Linked DNA regions of Mus musculus: region 1 is linked to region 2. A link is a contact called in public promoter capture Hi-C data. All regions are on one chromosome and are shown on one strand. The core of a region is the stretch at or near the end of the contact, and the rest is flanking DNA. Distances in the headings are between cores, read along the strand shown. Region 1 holds the start of Spdl1 (spindle apparatus coiled-coil protein 1). Region 2 has its middle 14 kb from the start of 4930469K13Rik.

Region 1 (6,148 bases), core at 2,141-4,640, 720 kb before region 2:
GAAGTCCCCCTCACAGCTCAACAAGGACATCAAAGGTATCCTCTGGGCAGGAACTGTTTGGTAGATGTCTCTCCACTAAACTCTAAGCTTTTTGATCACATGCCCTTCCTCTGTAGAGCCCTAAGCCATCACGAAACAGGTTCGCATCAAAATAAACAGCTTTCAAGGCACTGCAGCACCACCAGAACAGCATTCTAACATGGAGTTAGTGTGGTCACACTCAAAGAATGACGAGCTTCTCACAGCAACCAGCCTGCACTTGAGTAGCTATTGTCTTAGGAATTTTAACGGAGGGGAGAGTGGATATTTTTGTTGCTTCTCAGAATTCAGAAGCCTTTCCTATGCTCCGTGAACCCATTATCATGCAAGGAGGAATACGCCATCTCTGATGTAAAATGAAAATGGCAGACACAGAGGAATCCACCCCACCATAAACTTTTGGCATGTCAGCCATGCATGTGGACCTCAGTCTCATTTGGGAGACCTGTACTTCAAACTACTAAAGAGTGTAGGTTAATCTAGGAAGCTATCTAAAAATCGTTTCACTTGTGACATCTAGTGTCTGGACATGGTACTGGCTGTACTCTATCCAGGGCATCCCTAACAGTGCCTTTTAACTTCATGGAAAAAGATAAAAACCACAACAAATTTACTTTAAAGATTGTAAGTGACTTTTATTTATGATTCTAAGTTACAACAGTCCTCAGGATCTGAAGAGGTTTTAACAATTCCTTTCAACAAGATCAGGAAGTATTTGTGAATAGGAAACAAGTGAGACAGAGAGACCTCTTCAGGTCCCAGCTCAGCATCCACTTGATTTGAATCATCTGGCCACTGAAGATGGTCTTGAAGCTCAATTATTTGTGTGCCACTTAGTGCAAATGATTCCAGGTTACTTTCATGCAGTGGGCCAGTGTAGAAAGACGCGCCCAAATCAATGTTCTCCTATAAACTGCCTTTAACGATTAGAGAGAGAGGCCTTTAAGACTTTGTGAACATGGTCCTCTCCCTCGAGTCCATTTTTCCTTACTTCTGCCATCTTTCAAGACTCTGCTTAGTGCCAGTGCATTTGTAACTTTTTAAATGAATATCCAGACAAAATATACTTTTCCTTTTATGTAGGGTCATATGAATTTAAAAAAAAAAAGATTTATTTATTTTTATAAATAAGTACACTGTTGCTGTCTTCAAATGCACCAGAAGAGGGCATCAGACTTCATTATGGGTGGTTGTGAGCCACCATGTGGTTTCTGGGATTTGAACTCAGGTCCTTTTGGAAGAGCAGTCCAAAGCTTACCCACTGAGCCATCTCGCCAGCCCATGAATTTTTAATATATATGTGAGTATATTTGTGTGTGTGATAATTTCTACAGCCATGATTTTAAATATATATTTGTTGGGGTTCAGGAGTCGCCCACAAACCACACAAACACCAAGCTCAGTCAGACAGGGATGGTTTACTGAACACACACCCTAAGCTTGATCGATCAGGGCCATAGTTCAGAATCTGGCGGCCGAGGCTACAACTCCGAACATTTCTCAGGGTGTGCTTATAAAGGAAAATGCCACAATGAGCTCGTGTGCAGGTGCTGGAAGTGCTGTTCAGTGGTCAGCTCTGACTCAAGCTATTTTGGACATAACAGTTCATACTGATTTAATCTGATGGGTCCTATAGCTTTGTGGAATTTCTTAAGATTAACAATTGTCATACAGAACATAACAAGATATGTTATCAACATGACCTTGCTCTGAGTCAAGTTATTTTTCTGTGCCAATGAGTGGCAGGCATATCACAGCAACAGTATGAAAGAGCTGGCAGGCATGGAACAAAATGGCTACAGCTATGTTGGGGGGCACAGGCCTCAAGAATATTAAATATATGTAAATAATATACTGTGTTGTGAGCAACTCCCTGATAGTACGTTTAATCACACATCCTTCCAAGGTCTATGTCACTGCACCTGAGAGATAGTATGTGATTTAATATGTTCTCTCTGAATCAAAGAACAAAACAAGGAATTCATAAAGATTTTAGTTACAGGTATTAACTAGTCATGACTGGCCAACGATAGAGGTTATCTTCCTGACTCCTGAGTTGAAGAATCTGAGAATGATAGAAGAAATGGAATTTGCTTCATTTAATGAAGAACTCAGTGGTGATTATATCTGCTTGATGGATCATTGTTGTTTATCTTAAAACAGTTCAGTCCTTTAAAGTCTGGTCTAGCTCCATCAGAAATAACGGTCTACAAATGAAAATGAAGTGAGAAAGTCAAAGGGTGTGGAGCATCAAGATATTAAAACTCAATGGAGGCAATGCAGGAAAGGGGAAAAATAAACACTGACTACTGGACACTGAAGGTAAAAAATCACTGGGGTACAGTGCAGGATTGGCCTCATGATAAAACAAACAAAAACAAAAAGAAACGCTGGTGATCTTGTCAAGAGACAATTTACTGTACAATATAACAAACTAATCCCAGCACTCCCGAGGCAGAGGCTGGAGGATCTCTGTGAGTTCATCGCTTGTCCGGTCTGCAGGGAGAGTTCCAAGACAGTCAGGGCTACATAGAGACCCTGTCTCAAAAAGCTAAATAATAACGATGATGATGAAACTGAATAGTGAAAACCTTCTCAGACGTTTTGTTATATAAAGAAAAACAAAACGGGAATGTTACTGACTGGAGTTTCCGATTCACTTTTGGAATGTGTCACTTCGGCACCTTCATCTACAGAGGGCAAAGATTCAACACAGTAAACCACGATAAAAGACATAGAGCCAAGCCCATAGATAAAAAAGATATGATGCCAGGTGCCAGTTACTAGAGCTCTCCAGATTTCCCATTGCTTAAAAGTGTAAAGAATAAGCAAGTTTACAAGGAATTTCTATTTAGACACGCATGCCCTCGAGCTGTACTGCAAAACCAGCTGGGTTCGTCTCAATAGCAGTCCTATTGCGGTGATTTTGAATTACTTAGGTTTTCTTTGGAGGAGACTTTAATTTCCTCTGCGCAAAGTGCAAGGGCTGGCAGGGTGGTTCGCAGTCCTAACTGGGGCGAGCCCAGTGGAAGGTGGCACTGTGCTGGCCCTGGTGAGACTCAACGCCTTAGCTCCTAAAGGCGACTGCAGGCGGGCCAGCGAGGGGCTGACAATACCTTCCGACCCGGCGACACTGGCGTTGGTAAAGACGACAACAAATAAATAAACCAGAGAAACACACTTCACTAAAAGCAGACACTTCTAAGAAAACGAAGCAGCAGGAACGCCCAAAAGCCCAAGTCGCGGAGCATGCACATGCGCAGTCTCTGCAAGGCGCCCCACTCGTTTGCCCCGGAGGCGCGGATTGGACAAGACATCTCGTGAGAAACGTGAGTTCTCGCGGGAACCGTATTCAAAAATCCCCGGCGCTTACTTAGCAGTGCTGCTGCCGAGTGAAGAGGGAGTTATTTCTGTGCTGAGGTGGAGTTAGTGTCACGAATCTGGGAGTCCAGTGCTCTCCGGACAGGCCTCCGGTTGCAGCAGCCAGGAAGCGTGAGGAGAGAGGTAAGGGCGAGCGTCGGGAAGGGTGAACCGGGAGGAGGTGGGAGGAACGCCTGTTCTCAGGAACCTGAGTTCTCTGGAGCCGCCTTCCGGGTCGGTGTAGTCTTCGGTCGGACCGCTTCGCTGCGGGTTTGACTGCAGAAGGATAAATACGGTGCTGGGTGGTCTGGGACCTCCGAGTCTTGAATTCTCCAGTACCCTTAGCCAGTGGTGCAGTCTGAATTAACTTACAATTATGTAGCAGACACACAGGACGGAGTCTCATTGTAACATCTCATTCGCTTATGTTTTACTTATTTACTTTTTTTGTTGTTTTTCTTTTATTCACATTATATCCCAATCGCAGCCCCCTCCCCACTTTCCTCCCAGTCCCGCCCCCCAATCCCTATCCCCACTACTACCCCTCCCTCTTTTCTCAGAGAAGGGGAGTCGTGTCCCCCCCCCCCCCCAGTACCACCTCATCCTGGGACATCAAATCCCAGCGGAGTTAAATAAGCATGTTCCAACCAGGCGGTCCAGGTAGGGTAAGGGGTACAATGGCAGGCAGCAGAGTCAGAGACAGCCCTGCTTCAATTGTTAGGGGACCTGCAGGAAGACCAAGCTGCATATCTGCTACACATACGTAGGGGGCCTAGGTCCAGCCCCTGCATCCTCCTTAGTTGGTGGTTCAGCCTCAGTGAGCCCCCATGGGTCCAGGTTGATTGACTTGCATGTCTTCCTGTGGTGGCCTTGACCCCTTCAGCTTGCTCAATTCTATCCCCTACTCTTCCTCACGAGACTCCCAGAGCCCTGCCTGATGCCTGATGGGCCTTTGCTTCTGCTTCCATCTGCTGCTGGGTTAAGCCTCTCAAGACACAGTTATGTTAGGGCTGCAAACATAGCACGGGGTCGTTAATAGTGTCAGGGGTTGGCTCTCTCTCATGGGATGGGTTTCAAGTTGTGCCATTCAGTGGTTCTGCTCCATCTTTATCCCTGAGCCTCCTATAGGCAGGAGAACTTTGGGCTTGAAAGTTTTGCTTGGGTTTGTTTATTTATCTATTCAATGATTACAGATTGCAGTGGTAACATTTTGGATGTTTGGGTTAAATGTTTTCACTTGTACTTATTTGTGAAAATGTAACTACCCCCACCCCCCAAAAAAAAGTTTAAAATCCGTTTGGCTGGCATGGTATTTCTGTTGATGCCTAGTAAGAATTCATGTGTTCTTAATCTAGTTAGATGCCTTTTACTCTTTTTGTTTTTGTTTTTGTTTTGTTTTGTTTGTTTTTCGAGACAAGGTTTTTCTGAATAGCCCTGGCTGTCCTGGAACTCACTTTGTAGACCAGGCTGGCCTCGAACTCAGATATCTGCCTGCCTCTGCCTCCCGAGTGCTGGGATTAAAGGTGTGTGCCACCACCTCCCGGCTTTTTTGTTTTTGTTTGTTTGTTTGTTTCCTTTTACTCTTTTTATCTTATAGAATCTCTAAGATAGATGAAGCAAGATGCTCACAAAACTTTTTCACATTGATGTAGCCAGTTGGATGTGGAAGTGAGCTTTGAGCTCAGATAGCTAGCTCATCCACAGAACTTGCTGACACTTAAATGCCTTATACGGGTTGGGTTTTTGAGAAGTTGTGGTGAAAAGTGATTAGCACACTAGGCTTTGGAGCTCCACTTTGATTTTTATGTCATTTAGCCACATCTGTGTATCGCCTACTATTTTCTCTCAAACCTATCCTATTTTGTTTTGTTTTGTTTTGATTTTCTGAGACAGGGTTTCTCTGTGTAGTCCTGTCTGTCCTGGAACTCACTCTGTAGACCAGGCTGGCCTTGAACTCAGAAATCCACCTGCCTCTGCCTCCCAAGTGCTGGGATTAAAGGCGTGCACCACCACTGCCTGGCTCTCAAACCTATCCTAACCAGGCTTTTGCCTCACTTCTCCACCTTGGGCCAGTGACCTGCAGTTTCCAGTTTCTCATCTAATTTGCCTTAGTATCATTTGCCGTGATGGTTTCTTTCCACCTCCTGGAGGAATTTTGTCTTTTTGGCTCCCAGAAACATTACATGCTTTCCACTTACTTCCTGAGTAGTACCTGAGGATACTTCCGGTCTTTCCTTCATAGCAGCCTTCTGTTCTGAGACTTGTCAGCAGTTTTGCTCATCTTCTAGTGATAAGGAATCTTAAGGACTTAATGTTGGCACTCTCCAAATTTGTATTTTTAGTACAGCATATTCAAGTCATACTGAAAATATGAATTCTTGCTTTCTTCCCTGTAACATTTTTTTACCTCAGTGTCTCAGCCGAGGGTAGCTCCATTCTAGTAATTGCTTAGGCAGAAGGCTATATTCATTTTTCTTTTTACCTCCCAGAATCCACCTATCAGAAAATTGTATTGACTTGACCTTCACAAGTTTTGTAGAGTTCCGCCATTTCTCACTACCTACTGTGCTGTCACTGATAAGAGGAATTGTCCTGCAATTCAGAAATCAAATTCTAATACCCTTTTGGTTTTCTATGGCAGTACTGCTGACCATATATGTTTCTTCTCTTGCTCTGATGTCACTACATTTAGTCCCACGTTCAGCTCACGTAGTTATATTTTATCTTTCCAGTAGGTTGAGAACAGACA
Region 2 (6,017 bases), core at 1,533-4,032:
ACTGATAAGTGGATATTAGCCCCAAAGCTCCAAATAACCAGGATACTATTCACAGACCACATGATGCTCAATAAAAAGGAAGACCAAAGTGTGGGTGCTTTAGTCCTTCTTAGAAGGAGAACAAAATACTGACAGGAGCATATATACAGAGATAAAGTGTTGAGCAGAGACTGAAGGAAAGATCACCCAACAACTGTCCCACCTGGGGATTCATCTCATATGCAGTCACCAAACCCAGACACTATTGTGGATGCCAAGAAGTGCAAGCCGAAAGAAGCCTGATATGGCTGTCTCCAGAGAGGCCCTGCCAGAGACTTACAAGTACAGAAGCAGATGTTTGCAGCCAACCATTTAACTCCATGTGGGGTCCCCAATAGAGGAGTTAGAGAAAGGACTGAAGGAGTTTGCAACCCCATAGGAAGAACAATATCAACCAACCAGTCTCCCCAGAACTCCCAGGGAGTAAGCCATCAACAAAGGAGTATACATGGCTCCAGCTGCATATGTAGCAGTGGATGACCTTGTCATGCATCAATGGGAGGAGAGGTCCTTGGTCCTCTGAAGGCTCAATAGATGCCCCAGTATAGGGGAATCAAGGTCTGGGAGGTGAGAGTGGATGGGTGGGTGTTGGAAAACCCTCATAGAAGCAGGAGGAGGAGGGATGTGACAGGGTGTTTCCTGGGAGAGAGGGAATCCGAGAAAGGAGATAACATTTGAAATGTAAATAAAGAAAATATCCAATTAAAAAAAGGAAAGCTACCCAAGGATATAAGGATACCCACGGTATCCCAAGGTACCCTAGGATACCCAAGATATAAGATACAATTTGCTAAACGCATGAAACTCAAGAAGAACGAAGACCAAAGTGTGGACACTTTGCCCCTTCTTAGAATTGGGAACAAAACACCCATGGAAGGAGTTACAGAGACAAAGTTTGGAGCTGTGACGAAAGGATGGACCATCTAGAGACTGCCATATCCAGGGTTCCATCCCATAATCAGCTTCCAAACGCTGACACCATTGCATACACTAGCAAGATTTTGCTGAAAGGACGCAGATATAGCTGTCTTTTGTGAGACTATGCCGGGCGGAGCCTAGCAAACACAGAAGTGGATGCTCACAGTCAGCTATTGGATGGATCACAGGGCCCCCAATGGAGGAGCTAGAGAAAGTACCCAAGGAGCTAAAGGGATCTGCAACCCTATAGGTGGAACAACATTATGAACTAACCAGTACCCCGGAGCTCTTGACTCTAGCTGCATATGTATCAAAAGATGGCCTAGTCGGCCATCACTGGAAAGAGAGGCCCATTGGACTTGCAAACTTTATATGCCCCAGTACAGGGGAACACCAGGGCCAAAAAGTGGGAGTGGGTGGGTAGGGGAGTGGGTGGGAGGGTATGGGGGACTTTTGGGATAGCATTGGAAATGTAAATGAGGAAAATACCTAATAAAAAGTATTTTAAAAACAGGAAAGAAAGCAGGCTGAGCAAGCCATGGGGAGCAAGCCAGTAAGCAGCACCCCTCCATGGCTTCTGCATCAGTGCTTACTTCCAGGTACCTGCCCTGTTTGAGTTCCGGTCCTGACTTCCTTCAGTGATGGACTACAACGATGGGCATACACACCAAATAAAAACCTTTCCTTCTCAACACACTTTGAGTCACTGTGTTTCATCACAGCAATAGAAATCCTGAGACACAGGTCAAACCTTCACAGACCGGACCCTCAGACAATATGAGCCAAACAAATCTTTTTTCATTTAAATGGTTTCTGCCAAGTATTTGGTCACAGAGATGATAAAAGTAGCTAACACAGAAGATCCATTGTCCTTGGGAAGCTGGGAGGAGATACCCTAGACCTCCCAAAATGACCTTGATGGAGCTGCTTGGTATTCATTAGTCTGTTTCTTCACTTGCCAAAGTAAGAGCCCTGGGCTTAATGATTTCTGGGTACCAGGTACCACGTGGTGTTGTGTAGAGGCAGTACAGGCTCCAGAGGCAGGTGACTAGTAGCCCAAGCTCTTTGTTCAACCAGTGTCCTGGCAGTGGGTACAGCACATGTGTGAGTCTCAGCTTTGCATCCACCAGTGGGGGTGATAATGGTGTGTACCAAGCCCAGTCAGTGCCTTCCAATTAAAAAGTCCAGGAACTCCCCGTGCAGAGTAGAGATACCATGCATGCTTATTCTAGTCCTTCAAGGCAGCTCAGTGAGCAAGCAGGCAGCTCTGAGACAGAAGGCAGATGTTTGAAACCAGCCAGCACTGTCACTTTCTGCCAGGGACTTTGGACAGGTTGCTTGCTCTGTCTAAACCTGTTTCTCTCATGTAAAATGCTGTGGGGTTTGCCAGAATCCAATGAAATATATTACATATGTGGAATGTCATCCTACAGTTAGAGTACATATATGCAGCCACATATAACATCTCAGAATGGTCTCAGATTTGTTTCCTATAGACCAGTGGTTACTGGGATTTTAGTGACTATACTATTTATTGCCTCTGTTTTCATCCGGACAGGATTGTACCCCTAAGCCACTAATCAAATATCTGTTTATCTCAGATATCCTAATCACCAAGACTTGCCGACCCGCAGTCCTCACGACCTCAATATATTGCCCTAACTGCTGTTAAAGCCCCAGTCAGGACAGCACAGCAAGCACAAGAAACTCAAATGACTGAGATGGGAGCTGCTAATTTAAATGAATAGCTTTGGCAAAGGGAGCTCTCCCCTAGGGTGTGAGGGAGATAATGGTGGCCAGTGTTTGGAGGCTGGAGCCTGCCTGTTGTTTGCTGCCTCTAGGGCCAAGCATTGCTATAGCAACAAATGACTTAGCAACAGCTTTGAACAGACTGCTTCTTTGAAAGAATTTACATAATAGAGATTATGGTTACAGTCTCTCAGGAAGGGAAAACAGGACTTTTCTTGTCCTCTTAAACATTAAGGACATTTGAAGGACCAATCCCTTCTCAAAAGCTGTACTGTAAGTGGGTGGGGAGGCTAGAAGGCTGTGCATCACAGTACTGGCAGTAGCTTCCTAAGAGATTAAAGGTGAACCTTGATTTCTTTGGGGGCACACGTGGTGGTTAGAGACTTTCCCCCCTGCTTTTCTTTTTATTTAAAGTAATATTTCTATTTCATTTCTGAATATCATGATATTTATTCATCCATCCTTCATATTCCATTTCCCTATCATCAAACATAATTGTGAATTGAATATATTTAAGATTTATTTTTATTAATTCTTAGCTAGCACATAACTATGCATATTAATGCAGTGCCATGCGAGATTTTGATACACGGATGCCCTGTATAATGTTTAAAATAAGGTAAGCAGGCCCATTTCCACAAATGTCACTTATTTATGGTGACAGGTTTCAGTTATTTTAGTAAAAAATTTTAACCTTAAAAATAATACACTGAGCAGAATGCACAAGCCTAGCAATATGGAGAAGGTATCTGTGGCCCAGGGCAGGATTTGGCCTAGCATTGGTGGAGAAATGCCTTTAGGAGCTTCAAAAAACATAGCTGTCAATATCTGATGGGAACACCCCAAAGGTTAGTCAGTGACACGAGAGCTGACCTCTGCTGAGGAGTGAGTTCGGATCCTGCTGTGTTTACCCGGTGAGAACTATTCCCATTTGTCATTTCTTAACTCAGAAGTGCATGGAGCCATCTCCCAAGACCAAAGAGTCCCAAGACAAAAGCATAACAGGGAAAATCTGTGTAGGTGTGAGGTGAAGGTTTCACATGACTCATATGACCTCTGGGGGAAATGAGATTGAAGAGACAGCACAGTGCCTGAATGTGTGTGTTTCTGCAGTTGCTATTGCATTGTATCATTATGACAAAGCCTCTCAAGTGAATGATTTAAAAGAAAGAGATGCTTATCGGGTTCACAGTTTCAGAAAGTTCAGCATACAGTCCCCCGGTCTTATTGTTCCAGGCCGGTAGCAAGACCGTTTGTAACTGTGGGTGAGATCGAGGAAGCTGCTCACTTCACGACATCTGTGAAGGGCCAGGATCTGAAGAACCCTTTCAGGGGCACACCACCCAGCCATGATCTAAATGTCCTTGGCTATGCACCACCCCCTAGGGTTCTACGACCTCCAATACTGCTGACAACAAAGCTTGTTAGCACTTGGGCCTATAAGGCATGTTTCAGATCCTAACAAAGAATTTGGTGGTTTGGGAAACAATATTTTTTTTCTGATCTGCTGTTTCAGTAGTAAATATTATATGACTGGGAAATCAGGGAGGAGGGAAATACAAAGGGAAAGTACTCTAAGACAGAAAAGCTTCCACCTGTACTACTTCTTTATTAAGCTCCTTTTAAAAATACTGGGTATTCCTTCACTTGGATGAATTCATAGTGTCATGATAAATATTTAAGCAACTATAATATACTATATTCACAACCAATATACAATAAAGGTTAAAGCCATAGGCTTTGGTTCAGACTTGGGTGTGAATATAGTTTAACACGTAGCCAGATATGTGAGCGTCATTCCTTGCTCTGGCTTATAGCAATCGGCAGTGCAGCCTACTGTCTTAACACTTTCATACACGATTGCAGAGCTTCAGAATCCTTAAATAAAATGGGTTTGGACTGAGAAGGTTTGTGGCTTTCTGGGGAGCCCTCAAGCTTCCTTGACCTATTAGAGCATTTGTCTTGCTGTAGCTGCAGCTCTGGCCTAGCCATGCTCCGTCCGACACACATCCCTGTGCCTGCCTAGGAACCCAGCTTGGGACACTTCGTCTGCTAAGTCTTCCCATCCGACTTCATTTTTTTAATTTTGTCAGTGCCATGAATTAAGAAGGAAACAGATCAGATTTATTAATTCCAGCCCTGCTCCATGATTGTGCCCAGAGGCTTAGAGACACACTGTAAATCACAAAGAATAATAATTATAATAAAGAATAGTTCTCTGTTGAAAGCTGCCTTAGGGGACATCTGTCAACTTGTTGGGAACCTCCAGAGAGCCAGCTTCCTCTTTCTTCATTCCAGAGTAAACCATGGGGAAAGAAGTCTGTGAGTGACAGAAACTTCAAGGCCAATAGAAGAAAGATTCTCATTTTGACCCTTTTCTTGGCTAATCATGCAATTTCTTATCCTTAAAATAAAAGAATTAAAAGATATTAACATATGTTAACCGAGAAAGCCAACTGTGATCCTCACAACAGCCCAACATTCTTTTTTTATTAGATGTTTTCTTTATCTACATTTCAAATGTGATCCTCTTTCCTAGTTTTCCCTCCCAAAACCCCCTATCCCTTCCCCCTCCCCCTGCTCACCAACCCACTCACTCCTGCTTCCTGACTTTGGCATTCCCCTATACTGGGGCATAGAACCTTTATAGGACCTAGGGCTTCACCTCCCATCGATGACCCACTAGGCCATCCTCTGCTACATATACGTCTAGAGCCATGAGTCTTTCCATGTGTTTTCTTTGGTTGGTGGTATAGTCCCAGCGAGCTCTGGAGATACTGGTTGGTTCATATTGTTGTTCCTCCTATGGGGCTGCAAACCCCTTCAGCTCCTTGGGTCCTTTTTCTATCTCCTCCATTGGGGACCCTGTGAGCATCCACTTCTGTATTTGTCAGGCACTCAGCCCAACATTCTTAAAGAACCCTCATTTTGTACAGGCAGAAGCCAAAGCCTTCAAAAATGGTAATGACCATTTGAATGCACAGCATGGCTCTGGACTTATACCCAGAACGAACCACATTATGCTGAGGGGTTAGAAACTTCTGGGTAGTCGGGTGGCGGTGGTGGTGCATGCCTTTGATCCCAGCACTTGGGAGGCAAAGGCAGGCGGATTTCTGAGTTCAAGGCCAGCCTGATCTACAAAGTGAGTTCCAGGACAGCCAGGGCTACACAGAGAAACCCTGTATCAAAAAAAAAAAAAAAAAGGTCTGGGTTCTTAGCAATCCTTTCTGAGGACTGCATTTCAGATCCCCCAATGTGGCCTTGGTGCAAGCAATGGGTCACTGAAAATGTTTTAAGTAAACCTTGCCCCC

The links. Promoter capture Hi-C pulls out the DNA fragments that hold promoters and counts their contacts.
Region 1: a promoter capture Hi-C map of trophoblast stem cells shows a contact between it and region 2, with 6 times the contacts expected there. The contact joins the promoter of Spdl1 here to the enhancer-like site in region 2. A contact is called at or near these places in 13 of 39 promoter capture datasets (the C10 cell line, the HPC-7 cell line, HPC-7-derived erythroid cells and 8 more), 1 of 484 Hi-C or Micro-C datasets (stem cell-derived motor neurons) and 1 of 9 other capture datasets (liver).

Annotation. Positions count from the first base shown.
Region 1 is chr11:34,830,883-34,837,030 of GRCm38.p6, reverse strand. It overlaps Spdl1 (spindle apparatus coiled-coil protein 1), which reads left to right and starts at 3,390. Exons shown (of 12, transcript NM_027411.2): 1 at 3,390-3,543; 2 at 6,132-6,148.
Region 2 is chr11:34,109,931-34,115,947 of GRCm38.p6, reverse strand. No RefSeq gene overlaps it. Among named protein-coding and RNA genes, the nearest start is that of 4930469K13Rik, 14 kb to the right of the region's middle. Within about 2 kb of position 2,782, at least 60 of the 459 cell types and tissues checked have an H3K27ac peak or open chromatin away from gene starts, as enhancers often do. A contact at or near this core is called in hippocampal neurons and trophoblast stem cells, where this site is marked.